3 separate regions of the Pan troglodytes genome follow, and regions 2 and 3 are each linked to region 1. The links are chromatin contacts, called in public Hi-C maps. All regions are on one chromosome and are shown on one strand. The core of a region is the stretch at or near the end of the contact, and the rest is flanking DNA. Distances in the headings are between cores, read along the strand shown. Region 1 overlaps P3H2 (prolyl 3-hydroxylase 2). Region 2 has its middle 76 kb from the start of P3H2. Region 3 holds the start of P3H2 (prolyl 3-hydroxylase 2).

Region 1 (4,898 bases), core at 1,678-4,177:
CTGAATTAAGTGTTTCTCTGGATGCTCCCATTATATTCTACGCTTTCTTTTATTCCTCACATTAATCCATCAGCAGGTGCAGTTGGTCTACCTCCAAATTGTATCTCAAACCTTCCATCTCTTTTTACCTTCTCTATTACTACTCCAGTCCATGCCCACATGTTAGCTAAAGTAATCTTCTGTATCCTGTAACTCTCCAGGACTGGAGGAGATGTGTGTGTGTGTGTGTGTGTGTGTTGGGGTGTGGGGACTACATGACTTTCCACTAGTTAGAATAAAATTCGCATTTCCCAATCAGCCTGTGGAATCCGGCTCCTGCCGCCTCCACGTCCTCTACTGAAGCCACTCTCCCTCTTGTCTGCCATATTCCAGATGCTCTGGCTTTCTTTGTTTCTTGGCGACTCCAAACATCTTATTGTCTCTGGGCCTTTGCAGCTTGTCCTCTGCCTGGAATACTCTCCTCCAGACATTTATCCTAGTGGACTTCTCATTTCTTAGGTTTCAGCTCACATGCCACTTGTTTGGCGAGGCCTCACAATTTGCCGCTCCTACCCTTTCACTCCAGAATCAGTTGTCTTGTTCCATTTTCCACACATCATTGGTCACCGTGTGAAAAATCTCTCGATTATTTATTTATTTTTTACTTTTTTGGGATCTGTTTCCTTCCACTAGAATGTAAGCTCCAGAAGAGCAGGGCATCTTATCTTCTTGGTCACTACTGTATTTTCAGTGCTCAGAAAAGCCACTGACATGTGGCAAGAGTTCTATTTTCTTTGATGAGTAAATGTGTAAATGGATGAAGCCTTTCTCTGTCTAAAATGCCTCTCCCTAAAGAAATTGATCTTTTAAAGCTTTTTTTCAAATGCCATCTCCTCAAAGAAGCCTTTTTGGATTACTTTTTTATATCCCTCAAACCATGCATTTGCTGCTAAGGATTCTTACCAAACCTTGCCTTGTGGTTTAATTAGTTGGGTCCTTGTATTATTTCTCCAATTTGACTTCAAGCTCCTTGAAAATAGGAATTATATCCTACTAGTGTGCATTCCCTATAGGCGGTCTTTAACACAGTGCCTGGGCACAGTAAGTTAAATAAATAACTATTTTATGAATTGAAAACAAAGCCCCTTTCATGCAAGAGCTTGTAATAAAAAATGTTTACAAAAAGGCAACTAAAAGGACTAGATATACTAAATAACAGAAAATTAAGTTGCTGCCACATCTAAATAAAAAGCCCAAGTACTACTTTACAAATATAAGGAAAACAATCTTCTTTTTTTTTTTTTTTCAAGACAGAGTCTCACTCTGTTGCCCAGGTTGGAGTGCAGTGGTGCGATCTCGGGTTACAGCAACCTCCACCTCCTGGATTCAAGTGATTCTCCTGCCTCAGCCTCCCCAGTAGCTGGGATTACAGGCATATGCCACCATGCCTGGCTAATTTTTGTAATTTTAGTAGAGACGGGGTTTCGCCATGTTGGCCAGGCTGGTTTCGAACCCCTGACCTCAGGTGATCTGCCCGCCTCGGCCTCCCCAAGTGCTAGGATTACAGGACTGAGCCACCGCGCCCGGCCGAGGAAAACAATCCTGATACTTAACAAATCGACACACATACAAAGCTTTCACATCTGTTGACCACAAGAAATGATTGTAATCTTGTTTCTCATTAAGGGAAAGAAATTCAAGAGCTGGAACCAATATATATGAAGCTTCGAACATCCTTGCATCCTTAAAAGGATGTTGCTAAATACTCCTTGAGAACTGAGACCCTTTAAAGTAATTCATAATAAGCATGAGAATCGGCCAGCTCTAATGACTTGTTCATAGGTAGGCATTTTTTTTTTTTCTCAGAGATTCAATCTGCAAAAAGACGTCTAGGCCAGGAACTCCCAAACTCTGCTGCTGCACGTTAGAATCACCCGGGGAGCTTTTAAACCTCCTGAAACACAGATGTTAGTAGTTTGTAACGATCAATAGATGATCTCCACGTGTAGCAAAGAATGATTCACAGCCTGGGCTAATTTAGCTGAGGAAAAAGTTCTGGTCATTTCCCACTGTGGCCACTAGATGCCGCTACGGCCTGAAGACTGGAGAGGTTTTCTAGTACTTTTCCATCAGAGGAAGGGACGCTGGCGTTGATGTTTCCTATTACAAAGGAGCAAAGAGAACTTACTTTGTGTTAGCTTATTTTGAGAGAACAATACCTTGGAAAAGAGAGTTTGGATACTGAATGATGAAATAGATTAAATGTCTGCTGAATTGAATACTAGAATAGTGAGGTAATATTTCAATAATTTTCTCTTCACTGTCTACCCATTTACATAGGTTCCTTAGTTTAAAAAAAATGCTTTGATGGAATGCTAGCATTTTGGAGATGGAAAATACCAGGATATAAAGTAATGATAGGGGAAGGCAATTGTTTGCTGCTCCCTTGAGGTTTTCAGGACTCTGTGCTCTGGTCCTTTTGTCAGGGCCTTTCTTTCTTTTTCTTCTTTTTTTTTTTTTTTTTTTTTTTTTTTTTTGAGACAGAGTCTCACTCTTGTCGCCCACGTTACAATGTGGTGGAGTGATCTCAGCTCACTGCAACTGCAGCCTCCACCTCCTGGGTTCAAGTGATTCCCCTGCCTCAGGCTCCCGAGCAGCTGGGATTACAGGTGCGCGCCACCACGCCAGGCTAATTTTTGTATTTTTAGTAGAGATGGGGTTTCACCATGTTGGCCAGGCTGGTCTCCAACTCCTGACCTCAGGTGATTCACCCACCTAGGCCTCCAAAAGTGCGGGGATTATAGGCGTGAGCCACCACGCCCAGCCAGGGCCATTTTTTCTATGCCTGGCTATCGTCTTTGCTTCTAGGTCTGAGCTTATAGAAGTCTTCCTTGATTCCCTGCTACAAAACATATACTGTTCTCTTCTTACAGCGTATTTACTAGCTGTTCTGTCCAAGCTCCTCATAGTCCAGGACCTTGTTCTGTTCACCCTTCTACCCCTAGGGCCTATCTAGCAGAGTTTCCAAGGCAGATAATAATAGCTCTTTTGTACAATAAAAGGTCACAATAGGTCTTTTGTAAAATATGTGAAAGAATGGCTTAGGGAATGTGGGGAAACACTTTGTAAGTTAGATTTGATGGTGAAAAGTATATGAGAAAAACGCATTATTTTTAAATAGTTTCTGATGAAATTGGATTCAACTTAGGAACCTAAGAAGGAAAACTGGATAGAATGCCAGTTTTAAGAATAGAATTTCATAGCTTCATCAATACTTAGGGCTGGAGAAGATTTGGAGGTCATCCAGTTAAGCCTCTGCTATGATGTTTTAGATTCCATTTCAGCGTTCCATGCTAAGCAGTTGCCTGGGCTTTGATTGGAGCCATCCAATCAGTGCTTCCAAAGCAGACAATTCTGCCAAACTGTGGTGACTATTTGAAAGTTATTCCTTGTGTGGAGCCCAAATTTTCCCTCCAGGGCTTCTACCCATTGGTCTTAATTCATGCCTCTGCAGCTCCACAGGTGGAGACTATGACATCTGCCCACGGGCTTCCAAAACGATGAGATCATGGTCTCCTCCTAGCTAAGTGTCCTCAGCTAGTTTGCATATAATAATATTGAAATACTTAATGTAATAACAGTAATAAGTAATAATAATCTTTTAGGTTTCCTTGCCCTCTTTCAAATACGTTTCATAAATGATTCAATACTATTTCTTATGATTTGCGAGAAAACAAATCCGTCTTCTGGGTGACCAATAAAAAGTGATTCCTCCCTGATGCCACAGGGTTGTTTTTGTTTTTGTTTTTGTTTTGAGACAGAGTCTTGCCCTGTTGCCCAGGCTGAAGTGCAGTGGTGCGATCTCGGCTTACTGCAATTTACGCCTCCCAGGTTCAAGCGATTCTCCTGCCTCAGCTTCCCGAGTAACTGGAACTACAGGCGCATGCTACCACATCCAGCTAATTTTGTATTTTTAGTAGAGATGGGGTTTCAGCATGTTGATCAGGCTGGTCTCGAACTCCCGACCTCAAGTGATCCGCCCGCCTCGGTCTCCCAAAGTTCTGGGATTATAGGAGTGAGCCACCGCGCCCAGCCTTACAATTTGTTAATAAGGTCAAGACAGATTAGTGACTATCAAATATCATTGACATAGCTATTTCTACAAACATCTTCACTTACTAGAACATATCTGATTAAGAACTGCCTTTACCCTCTTCTTTTCCTCAGATGAAGCAATTTAAAGGACTTCTCAGATAAAGCAGTTCATGAAGCAAGCCTAACTGGCTTTCTGGGCGGGTGAGAAACTCACCAATTCTCTATAAAGTGGGTCCAAGGTGAACCACAGAGCCACAGCACACCTCTTTCCCTTGGTGACTGCCTTCACCCCATGAGGGTTCTCTCCTCCAGATGAGAAGCTGATCATGCGCCCACATTTTGGTTTTATAGAGGCCTGAGAAAGAAAGCAAAAATTAGACTTTCAATTGTTGTATCATAAACATTTCCACAACTTCTGCTTCTCTGGCTATGAGATTATTTGAGTTAAGGCCTCAGGCGAAGAATAAAGGAATCCTGGGATTGAAGATGATGTAAATTATCTCAATTTTCTCACCCGTAAAACAAAGGTAAGGTCAAAATAATATATACCTCAGAAAATAAAAAGATGTTCAAGTAAAACGTGTAGCAAAGTCCACATACATAGTAATCATTCAATACATGCTACATGATAGCCTGCAAATTCAAAGAAGGCAAAGTTTTTCTCTCATAATTCATTTCTGTAGCTTTTGCACTAGCTAAGCATCTGGATACAAGGTAGGTGTCCATTCCATACTTGTGTAATTAACAAACAAACAAACAGGACATCTGCAGTGCTGGAAAAGTTGTTATTGATCTAGGTAGTGGTTACATGAGTGTATACGCTT
Region 2 (4,898 bases), core at 1,079-3,578, 230 kb after region 1:
CCTCTAACATTCCCTCATATACACCTTAGAGTCCACTTATCCTAAAATATTTTGAGTCCTTCAAATGCACCTTGCCTGTCATATTTTAGTACTTTTGCACAGGTTGTTCTTTTTTTTTTTTTTTTGTGAGACAAAGTCTCTCTCTTGTCACCCAGGCTGGAGGGCAGTGGCGCGATCTTGGCTCACTGCAACCTCCACCTCCAAGGCTCAAGCAGTCCTTCTGCCTCAGCCTCCCTAGTAGCTGGGATTACAGGCGCCCTTCACCACTCCTGGCTAATTTTTTGTATTTTTAGTAGAGACGAGGTTTCACCATGTTAGCCAGGATAGTCTAGATCTCCTGACCTTGTGATTCACCCGCCTCAGCCTCCCAAAGTGCTGGGATTACAGGCGTGAGCCACCACGCCCGGCTAATCTTTTACATTTGTAGTTGAGACAGGGTTTCGCCATTTTGGCCAGGCTGGTCTCAAACTCCTGACCTCAAGTGATCCGCCCACCTTGGCCTCCCAAAGTGCTGGGATTACAGGTGTGAGCCACTGTGCCCGGCCCACGTTGTTCTTTTTACCAAGAATTCTTCTTTATTATTTGAACTATGTTTGCAAGGTGAGTTCCTGTTCTTCTTAAAGATGTAGGCCAGGCAACTCTTCTTTTAAGAAATGACTCCTGCTTGCTCCTATTCCTGAGGAGTTGTCTGAAGTAACATTGGTAATTTTCTCTTTTGTCTCACCTCCTCTTCTATGGCTTTTAAATGCTATATTTATATTTGATAGTCACACATCTATTTATTCCACAAGTCTCTGATCTCACTAAGGGTAATTTTTTCTTTTAAAGTATAAACCCCCAGTGCCAGACACCTCATAAGGATTTAATGTTTCTTTAAGACAGTAAAGAGTTTAGGAGTTTTTGAATTTTAAATATTTTTATATGCTGGTCACCTTTGGCTGCCTTGGCCCTCCAGTACTACTGTGATTTTTTGCCATCATTCATAGTTAAAGAAAATGCTAAATTTTAGTTAAATGTTAGCATAAAGTAATACTTTTTCCTGATCCAGGTTAGTGGAGTAGAGTTCTTTCCTCAGTCTCTGAAAGTTTGGGATTTTAAAATCAAACAGATTGAGATTCAAATATCAACATCCTTCTACACTGCATTAATATAAGCTTTCCGAAATTCTGTTTCAGACTGTTATAATACCTACCTGTGTGAGTTGGCTTGAGAACAGACAATATCTGTAATGACATCTAGCCGAAGGTCACTGCTAAATAAATATAAAATATTGTTAGTTTATTCAGACTTTATGGACAATGCAAGATGCACCCGATGCCCGGAATTTGAATCCAGCATTGCTTCTTATTATCATGAGACTTAAGCCACTTTAAACTCAGTTAACGCGTCTGGAATATGAGGGTGATAATATTAATACCTACTATTCAGCCTTTTTGTAACAAGTACACAGTAAGAAATGGGCTAGCATAGCCTGGAAAATAGGAAATGCTCAATAAACAATTAATTGAATGAATGAGTGACTTACATCTCTAAATAAAATCAATTCTACTTCTTTGACTCTCACAAATTTCAGTTCCAGTTGAAACTAAAAATTATCCAAAACATGACGTGTATTTTATCCACTCATTCAAAATCCATGAAAGATAAGTAATATATTGATTATTTTAAAACAAAAAGTTAGCATTTGAAGATGATGTCGATTCTCAAGTTAATAAACTCCTTCTGCAATATTTTTACAAACATCTTTTTACCAGATGCCACACTTTTTCTGAAATAATCTAAAGGAGAAGTTGGTTAAATAAGCAGAGCATATTTCAAATGAAAGTTTAATACAATTACAAGAAAAAAATTTTTTAAATGAACACATGTAATTACTTGTTGCTTAGTAAATTCTATTTTTATGTATCAAAAATGCAAGTTTTAACATATTAGCTGAGGACGCATAGTTTAAAAATAAACTTAAACACAAATAAACAGTTTGGGGGAAAAAACACCTAATGAAATGCTAAGTGGTTAACGAATGCAAGGGCTAAATATTTATTAAACAGAGGTCCCAGTGATACACAACAGAGTGGGACCAGTTAGATTTCACCATCTGATTGTTCAGGAGAGAGGCCCAATTGCTCATGCATATCCCAAATTTGCCCTTCAATTACGTGCTGAGTATTGCATTTCTTTCTCGCTTGCCTGTTAGTGACCCCAGAGTCTGAAAGGCCAGGGTGGATGAAATGTGTTGCAAATGTGTGGCACAAGTCTGGCCACCCCAGAGAGCTCTTCGTAAGTCTCTAGTTGATGTTTAACAGGAGAAGAAAACATTAACAGATGCTGTGTCTTAGCTTTGCCTGCTGTCTTACTCTCTTCTCTGGTGGGTCCCTATTGGCCAATGATCATCTAACTTTAACTTTGGAAAGCTTCCTGGTAGAGTCAAGGGAGGGAGAGCAACAGAAACAAAAAGAGAAAGAGAAAGGGAGGGAGAGAGGGGGATTAGAAATAGGAAAGAGAGCAGAGATAAAGAAGGGGAAAGGGAGCTAGATAGAAAACTATCTTGCGTCGTGCTGAGAATTAAGACAATTGGAATGTAGTTCAATTGCAGCCTCTAATTTGCTGTGAAAAATTGAGCAAGTTACTATGCTCTGTGCCTTGGTTTTCTGATCTATAAAATGAAACCAGGGAATTAGGCAGCCTCAAATCCTTTCTAGGGCTAACGTAGCGGTGTGCAATGCTTAAAAGGCAGTCTTTAATTACAATCTATCCTGCACAGTTAGGACCTTACCAAAACAATAAAACCTCTCATAATAAGGCTAATCTAGGCATTTAGAAAGATGTTTTATTATACCGTCAATAATGTGGAGAAGGAAACTAATAACAAGCTTGCTATCTGCCATAGATTTTCATACAGTTCTGCTTTTACGTGATGACAGACCTACAAAGTAGCCTATCTCCACTAAAGGAAAGGTAAAATTAAGTTCACAGGTAAATAACTTGACTAGGGTCAGAATATTAATTAGCAAAGTCAGGATTTGATTCTTTCAATTCATTTGTTCCTTCCCTCAATAAATGTTGCTGAACACCATGCCAGGTAGTTCTTTAGGAGAACAAATAGAGTAGGGAACAAAGTATTTCAAAGATCATATTTCTTTTTCTACTACACTGAAGATATATTCCTGCCAGAATTTCTTGAGAATGTCAAGAAATCAGATAATTTAAATTTTCTAAAATACATCAAATATTTGGGAAAAGAGACCTCCAATTCTCTGTTATGGTAGCTTTGTAACATTTAGGCTATAAGTCTGCCAATTTTATATTTCAAATGTGAATTTCATCATGAGAAAAAGTGGATTTTGTTAATCTCTTCTCTAAACAAGCAAAGCGTAACTACATTTTTCTCTCCTTTTTTTAAGGGAGCAGCACTAATACCTTACAGTTTTTACTACAAAATGATGGAGCATAAATATAATTTTTGGAAAAAAATTAATTCTTTCATATAAAAAGGCAAACAGAAGGCTATTATTATTAAAAGATTAGTAAAATTATTAAAATGAGCAATTAGAGAACATTAAGATAGACAATTTACCACATGTACATCCTATTATTCTGTGCACTATACATTAAGCCAAGTACAATGGAGGTTAAAAAGCTCAGAAGAATCCAGATCATACCAAAAGACTTGGCAAGTTCCCTTGACTTCTTTCAAGATTGCTACTACTATTGAAAACAATAATTACTGTTTATTGTGTTCTTAGTATTTGCCTGACACTGTGTTAAGTGTTTGAAAGTATTATAGCATTCATCTTGATAACTCTGTCATGTAGACATTGTCATAAATTCATTTTATAAATGAGAAAGTCTGAGAATTAGAGATGCTAAGTTACTTGCATAAAGGCAGAGAAAAAAATGTGGTAAGGCAGATATTCAAAGCCAGATTCTTCTGAGTCCAAAGTGAATGCTCCCAACATCTAATCTAATACTCATTTTGAGATTTCAATTCTAAGTAATTAACAGAAAGATTATGTTGTTAATACAACATACCTTAACATACCTTACATACCTTATTTTACTTTTTATTGTGCTTTGCTTTATTGTGTTTTGCACATATTGCTTTTTTTTTAAAAATAAATTGAAGGTTTATGGCAACCTTGCATCGAGCAAGTCTACTGGTACCATTTTTTTGACAGCACTCACTTCATTTCTCTGTGTCACATTTTGGTTATTATTGCAATTTTTCAAACTTTTTAATTGTTATTATATCTGTTACAGTGATCAGTCCTCCATTACAATAAGCAAGATAGTCTGAGAGATTCTAGAATATTTCTTTTTTCTTCTTCAAACTTTTTTGAGTGTGACTTGCAGTATGAAATACATTTTTATCGCAACCCAGTATACATATAGATGCATATATTTAGCTGAAACAATATCTCACAGAAGTAATATTTGCCCTTACTATATTATTAAACTCTGACATTTTACTACCATATTTTATTTTATTTTTTTATATTGCTGGATGCAATGAACTAAATTGGTTTCACAACTCAGTAATAGGCCATAACTTACTATTTCAAAAGTATTGGCTGAAAAAACATTAAGAGAGGTAAATGCTGATAATCTGTGTGCCCTAGAGGAAGAGAAGGACTCAGGTAATGTACAGGCCATATTAGATGATTGTTAAAAGTATGAGGTTTGGGCCAGGCGTGGTGGCTCACACCTGTAATTCCAACACTTTCGGAGGCTGAGGTGGGTGGATCACTTGAGGTCAGGGGTTCTTGACCAGCCTGGCCAACATGGTGAAACCCCATCTCTATTAAAAATACAAAAATTGACCGTGCATGGTGGGCACACCTGTAATCCCAGCTACCTGGGAGGCTGAGGCAGGAGAATCACTTGAACCCAGGAGGCGGAGG
Region 3 (4,898 bases), core at 1,347-3,846, 160 kb after region 1:
GGAACTAGCTTATGATAACTTCACTGTCAGACACTCAAGGTCCCCTCTCTGACTGGTGTTGACTGATTTCTGTAAGACCACCAGAAATTGTGTAAATCACTTAGAAGAAATTAGAGTTATACTTCATACATGCCTTAGCAATCAGGAGGCACAAGCAAGCAGAAGACAAGTCCTGGAAAGGATTCAGACTTTCTCCTCATTTCTTGCCCAAGATACTAGTCCAGTGAACTCCAACACCTTAGCCACAATACACAGGAAGTTAAGATTTATACTTAGTTGAAATTTCGTGCACTCCACCAACAGTTGCCAATCTGAGAGAACCCTACCACAGATGAGGGCAGAGATCTTGTGGGATGAGCTGCAAAAGGCATTTGGATATTTGAACATGGTATGTACTTTCATCTCCTTAGAAATACTGCCTGGTCCAGCCGTGCTCACGCCTATAAACCCAGCACTTTTGGAGGCCGAGACGGACGGGTCACCTGAGGTCAGGAGTTCGAGACCAGCCTGGCCAACATGGTGAAACCCCTTCTCTACTAAAAATATACAAACACACACAAAAATTAGCCTGGCATGGTGGTGCACACCTGTAATCCCAGCTACTCAGGAGGCTGAGGCAGGAGAATCGTTTGAGCCTGGGAGGCGGAGGTTGCAGTGAGCCAAGATTGCACCACTGCACTCCAGCCTGGGTGACAAGAGCAAAACTCCGTCAAAAAAAGAAAAGAAAAGGAAGAGAAGAGAAGAGAGAGGAGAAGAGAAAAGAAAGCAAAGCAGAGCAGAGCACAGCAGCCTGGTCCATTGGCTAGCATGAACAACCAACCCCAAAGCTTCCACTTTTCCAGTAGCTGTAGAAGATACATTGATATATTAACACAGAAAACAAGAAAGAAGGGTTAAGAGTGTCAATTTGAAGGAAAATTGGGTGAGTGGCAGTGGAGGTTGAAGAACTCATTCAAATTCCCTCTGCTGAAGCATCCAGAGATCTTCAAAGTTATGGATGTGAACAATATGTCAATATGCACACTATACCTCCTGACGCTAACTTTAGGCAAGTTAGGCATACAAAAATAAAACTAGAAAGAGAGGACTGATGCCTAGTAACCCAGTCCAATGCATACCACCAGAAAACGTAAGCCCTCTATCAAAGGAGAAAAAGTCAACACTTAGGGTGGACACTTTGACGGAGACTGCCTCAAACAGCTTCGCCTCCTCCAAGCACACCTTCTCTTTAACCTTTGATCTTTACTTTTTTGTAGGTGAAGGGGAGAAGAGAGAGAAATTTGTTTTGGAACAGGTCTTTCAACTTCACTATTTTGAAGATTCTTTTAAACTTCAGAGAAAAGGTGCAGACTACAGTATAGGAAGGATAAGAGAGAGACAGAAAAGAAATGGGAAGTGAGAAGGGAGAAGAGAAATGGGAAGTGAGAAGGGAGAAGATAAATTGTACTAGATTCAGCTTTGTCAACGCCTCATGAATTAGTGCTGAATGGGTACTTTAAACATCACTTTATCAGGACAGTCCTCTTTTTGAGAGAGAAGCTGGCTCTGAGAAAGAGAGAGAAAGACTTGTCCAAGTTAATCAATTGTTGCATACAGAGATAGGGCCACCAGATATCTGGATTCACAAACTGAGACACATATTTAAGGAGGCCCAATTTGAAAGACTGAACAGAGATGACGGGGGCAGCAGGGAGGGCTCAAGAGAGCCTGTGAGAGCCGCAGGGGCTTTGCAGTGGAGGAGCGCTCTGTGGGTACCTTGATGTAGGCCCGCTGCAGGTAGTTGTAGGGCACTCTGCGCTGGAAGTCGCTGCGCACATCCTCGCTGACGCGGTGGCGGGATGCGGGGCCCCCGAGGCGCTGGGTCTCACAGCTGCGATAACAGCGCGCCCGCCCCAACAAGGAGCGGAAAAGGGGCAGCTCAGCGCCGGGGCCCTCGCCGGGGGGCGGGGGCGGGAGCGGGTGGCGCGCCGCGCAGTGGCGGGCGCAGCGCGTGCGGATTTCCCGCAGGCGCCGGTGGCTGCGCAGCGCCGCTTCCAAGTCGCGCACCGCTCGCTCGTAGTCTCCGCTGTAGTAGGCGGCCGCGCCGCTGGCGTAGAGCAGGTCGAAGGGCTGCAGAGGCCCGGGCTCCAGCTCCAGCTCCCGGCGTGGGCTGTCCGGGGGGCCGCCCCACAGTGGCGGCGGCAGTAGCAGCGGCAGCAGGAGCAGCAGCAGCGGCGTCCAGATGCGCTCCCGCATCCTCCGCCTCAGAGAGGCGCGGGACGGTTACGCTCGAGAGGGCTTCGGGGCACCTCGCGTCCGGGTCCCCTCTCCCACCTTCCCTCGGGGAAGCGCGCCGACTCCGCCGCGATCTGGCCGCTCCGCGAGCCCCAGGTGACCGCCGGCGCTCCGCGTACTGAGAGGCGGAGACCGTGCCTGGCCAGCCGCTCTTAAAGGGACGCCCACAGCTCACACGCTCCTCCTGCTGCCTGAGACTCCGAGAGCCGCTCTCCCAGGCTCCCCGCTGCAGCGGCGCGGCTGCCAGGGGCGGCACACTCCAGCGCCAGCCAGAGAGCTAGCGCCGCTTGAGGCCGGCCGGGGACGAGGCGCTTTACACGTGAGCTCCCTTCTGGTTGTACAAGTGGATAGTATTAGTCTTCTTTTTGGGAAATAAAGAAAATCCAGCTTAGCAAGGTTAGGGCCTTAATCATATTCTGGAATCTCTGTATGGCCTCGCAGTTTGCAGAGTGCTTCACCTTCTCATGAAGCCTGGAGCGCCATTTCAGACTGAATCAAACCGTAGATGCCATGTGTACCTACGCCACAAATCTGCGCATTCTGCACATGTATCCCGGAACTTAAAGTTAAAAAAAAAAAGAATAAATAAATAAATAAATAGAAAACCCATAGAGGCCCTGTAGGCCCAGATGCGGAGGTTTAAGAAGATAAGTGATTTGCCTAAATGCATAGAGCTGAGAAGTGGCAAAGGACGGACCCAACCCAGGGCCTTTAGAATCAAAGCTTACCGCTCCTTCTCTTGGGGAAGGTCTCTCCCTTACCTTTTCGTCCAACTTGGTGTGGATGTGTGTCCGGGCATTGGATCAGGGCGCTGGGCCAGGGGAAGAACAATATATAGCCTGCCTTTCCTGTGCAGCCCGTGGTTTTACAGGGCCCAGAGAACCTTTGGAGGCAAGAGGAGCTGTACTCGCATTCTGGCTCCGTCCGTTTACCAGCTGTGTGACCGTGGCAACTGAGGGCCTCAGTTTCCTCATCTCTTAAACAGCCAGACGCCTAACACGTAAAATGCTATTCAGAAAAAAATTCTTGCTGTGGGCCAGGTGCAGTGGCTCACCCCTGTAATCCCAGCACTTTGGGAGGCCAAGGCGGGTGGATCACCTGAGGTCAGGAGTTCGAGACCAGCCTGGCCACCATGGCAAAACCCCGTCTCTACTAAAAATACAAAAATGAGCTGGGCGTGGTGGCGCGTGCCTGCAGACCCAGCTACTCAGGAGGCTGAGGCAGGATAATTGCTTGAACCTGGGAGGTGAAGGTTGCAGTGAGCTGAGATCATGCAGCCTGGGTGACAGAGTGAGACTCCGTCTCAAAAAAAAAAAAAAAAAAAAACAAAGAAAAAGAAAAGAGAGGAGGGGACGGGACGGGAGGGGAGAGGGAAATTCTTATTCTAAGAGTTGAACAAAGAGGCAATTTAGTATATCCCTTACCTCAAGGAATTAAGCAATCTGCATCAATCTAGGAATGGGAAAGCTGACAGAAATGGTTGCCAGATTCCAAACGACTAGCTGGAGGCTTCCTGTTCCTCCCCTTCTCCTCTGCCACGAATACATTCTTAGCCAAGGTGTTCCCCTCTTTCGTGTTCCTTGGCTTCACACTCTCACAAGAATATTGGTTGGACCCTGGATCCCAGCCTGCCTCCTGGAGGCATTTCTGTGGTCTTCTAGTGCCTGTGAGAATCTCATCAGTCTTTCAGCCCCTGCAATGGTGAGCAGAGGGACAGGCAATGGGAAAAAGACTCACGCATGTATCTAGTTGCTATGATTTTTCCGAAGAAGGCTTTTATGTGGAATCACCACTACGCTGAGGGGCTTGCCAGAGATTCATGCTGATTCCTTCATTCATTTTGTTAGGTTTGACCACTCAGGCCATGAACAGCCCTGGCTGTGTAATTCCAAGAGACACTGATGAATCATGCTCTTTTTTTTTTCCCACCAAACGTTACTAATTCGGCTCATATCACTGATGAAAAAGCTCCAGTTTGGAGCTGAATGTATATTGAATGCCTTGGATGGTCAGTGTTCCAGAATTAGCACATCAGTCATCTGCCCAGACTTTTTCTCTAGAGATTGTCTCTGTTTTCAGATAAAGATTTTGGAGTCTAGTCCAGGGTTATCAGTCCACTTGTGGAAGGTTTTGAAGCACATCAGGATAGGAACTCCTGCTGTGGGACTGAGGGCAAAGTGCCAGGATACCTTGCTACATTCTATTTGTACATTTGGTGACATTTCTACATCATTTAATATATTTCAATTAAATTAACAATTTTTGATGCCTACTCTTAAAGTAAATATTCTAGGTGAAAGAGAAGATGAGTAAGTCAGGATTCTTATCTTTGGGAAGCTCACAGTACTGTATAGGAAACAAATTTGATATATATGATGTATAGAGCTATAATACAAGGTAGAATGTGGTACGTGTTAGATTAGATTGAAAGTGTTGGCCGGGCGCGGTGGCTCACACTTGTAATCCCAGCACTTTGGGAGGCCGAGGCAGGTGGATAACCTGAGCTCAGGAGTTGGAGACCAGCCTGGCCAACATGGTGAAATCCCGTCTGTACTGAAAATACAAAAATCAACTGGGCGTGCTAGCGAGCACATTTAATCCCAGCTACTCAGGAGGCTGAGGCA

What was found. Hi-C and Micro-C count contacts between places; a contact is called where the count stands out from the background.
Region 2: a contact with region 1 is called in a Hi-C map of stem cell-derived neural progenitor cells, with 6 times the contacts expected there. The contact joins two enhancer-like sites. A contact is called at or near these places in 6 of 7 Hi-C or Micro-C datasets (blood, induced pluripotent stem cells, a lymphoblastoid cell line and 2 more), 1 of 1 datasets of contacts at active chromatin or transcription factors (stem cell-derived excitatory neurons) and 1 of 1 other capture datasets (stem cell-derived neural stem cells).
Region 3: a Hi-C map of stem cell-derived neural progenitor cells shows a contact between it and region 1, with 6 times the contacts expected there. The contact joins the promoter of P3H2 here to the enhancer-like site in region 1. A contact is called at or near these places in 3 of 7 Hi-C or Micro-C datasets (blood, induced pluripotent stem cells and stem cell-derived neural progenitor cells) and 1 of 1 datasets of contacts at active chromatin or transcription factors (stem cell-derived excitatory neurons).

The regions. Positions count from the first base shown.
Region 1 is chr2:193,129,779-193,134,676 of NHGRI_mPanTro3-v2.0_pri, forward strand. P3H2 (prolyl 3-hydroxylase 2) reads right to left here. Exons shown (of 15, transcript XM_001160886.6): 14 at 4,289-4,429. Among named protein-coding and RNA genes, the nearest start is that of MIR944, 130 kb to the left of the region's middle. Within about 2 kb of position 2,928, at least 7 of the 24 cell types and tissues checked have an H3K27ac peak or open chromatin away from gene starts, as enhancers often do. A contact at or near this core is called in stem cell-derived neural progenitor cells, where this site is marked.
Region 2 is chr2:193,365,118-193,370,015 of NHGRI_mPanTro3-v2.0_pri, forward strand. No RefSeq gene overlaps it. Among named protein-coding and RNA genes, the nearest start is that of P3H2, 76 kb to the left of the region's middle. Within about 2 kb of position 2,329, at least 2 of the 24 cell types and tissues checked have an H3K27ac peak or open chromatin away from gene starts, as enhancers often do. A contact at or near this core is called in stem cell-derived neural progenitor cells, where this site is marked.
Region 3 is chr2:193,288,488-193,293,385 of NHGRI_mPanTro3-v2.0_pri, forward strand. It overlaps P3H2 (prolyl 3-hydroxylase 2), which reads right to left and starts at 2,597. Exons shown (of 15, transcript XM_001160886.6): 1 at 1,756-2,597. The coding sequence starts at 2,235.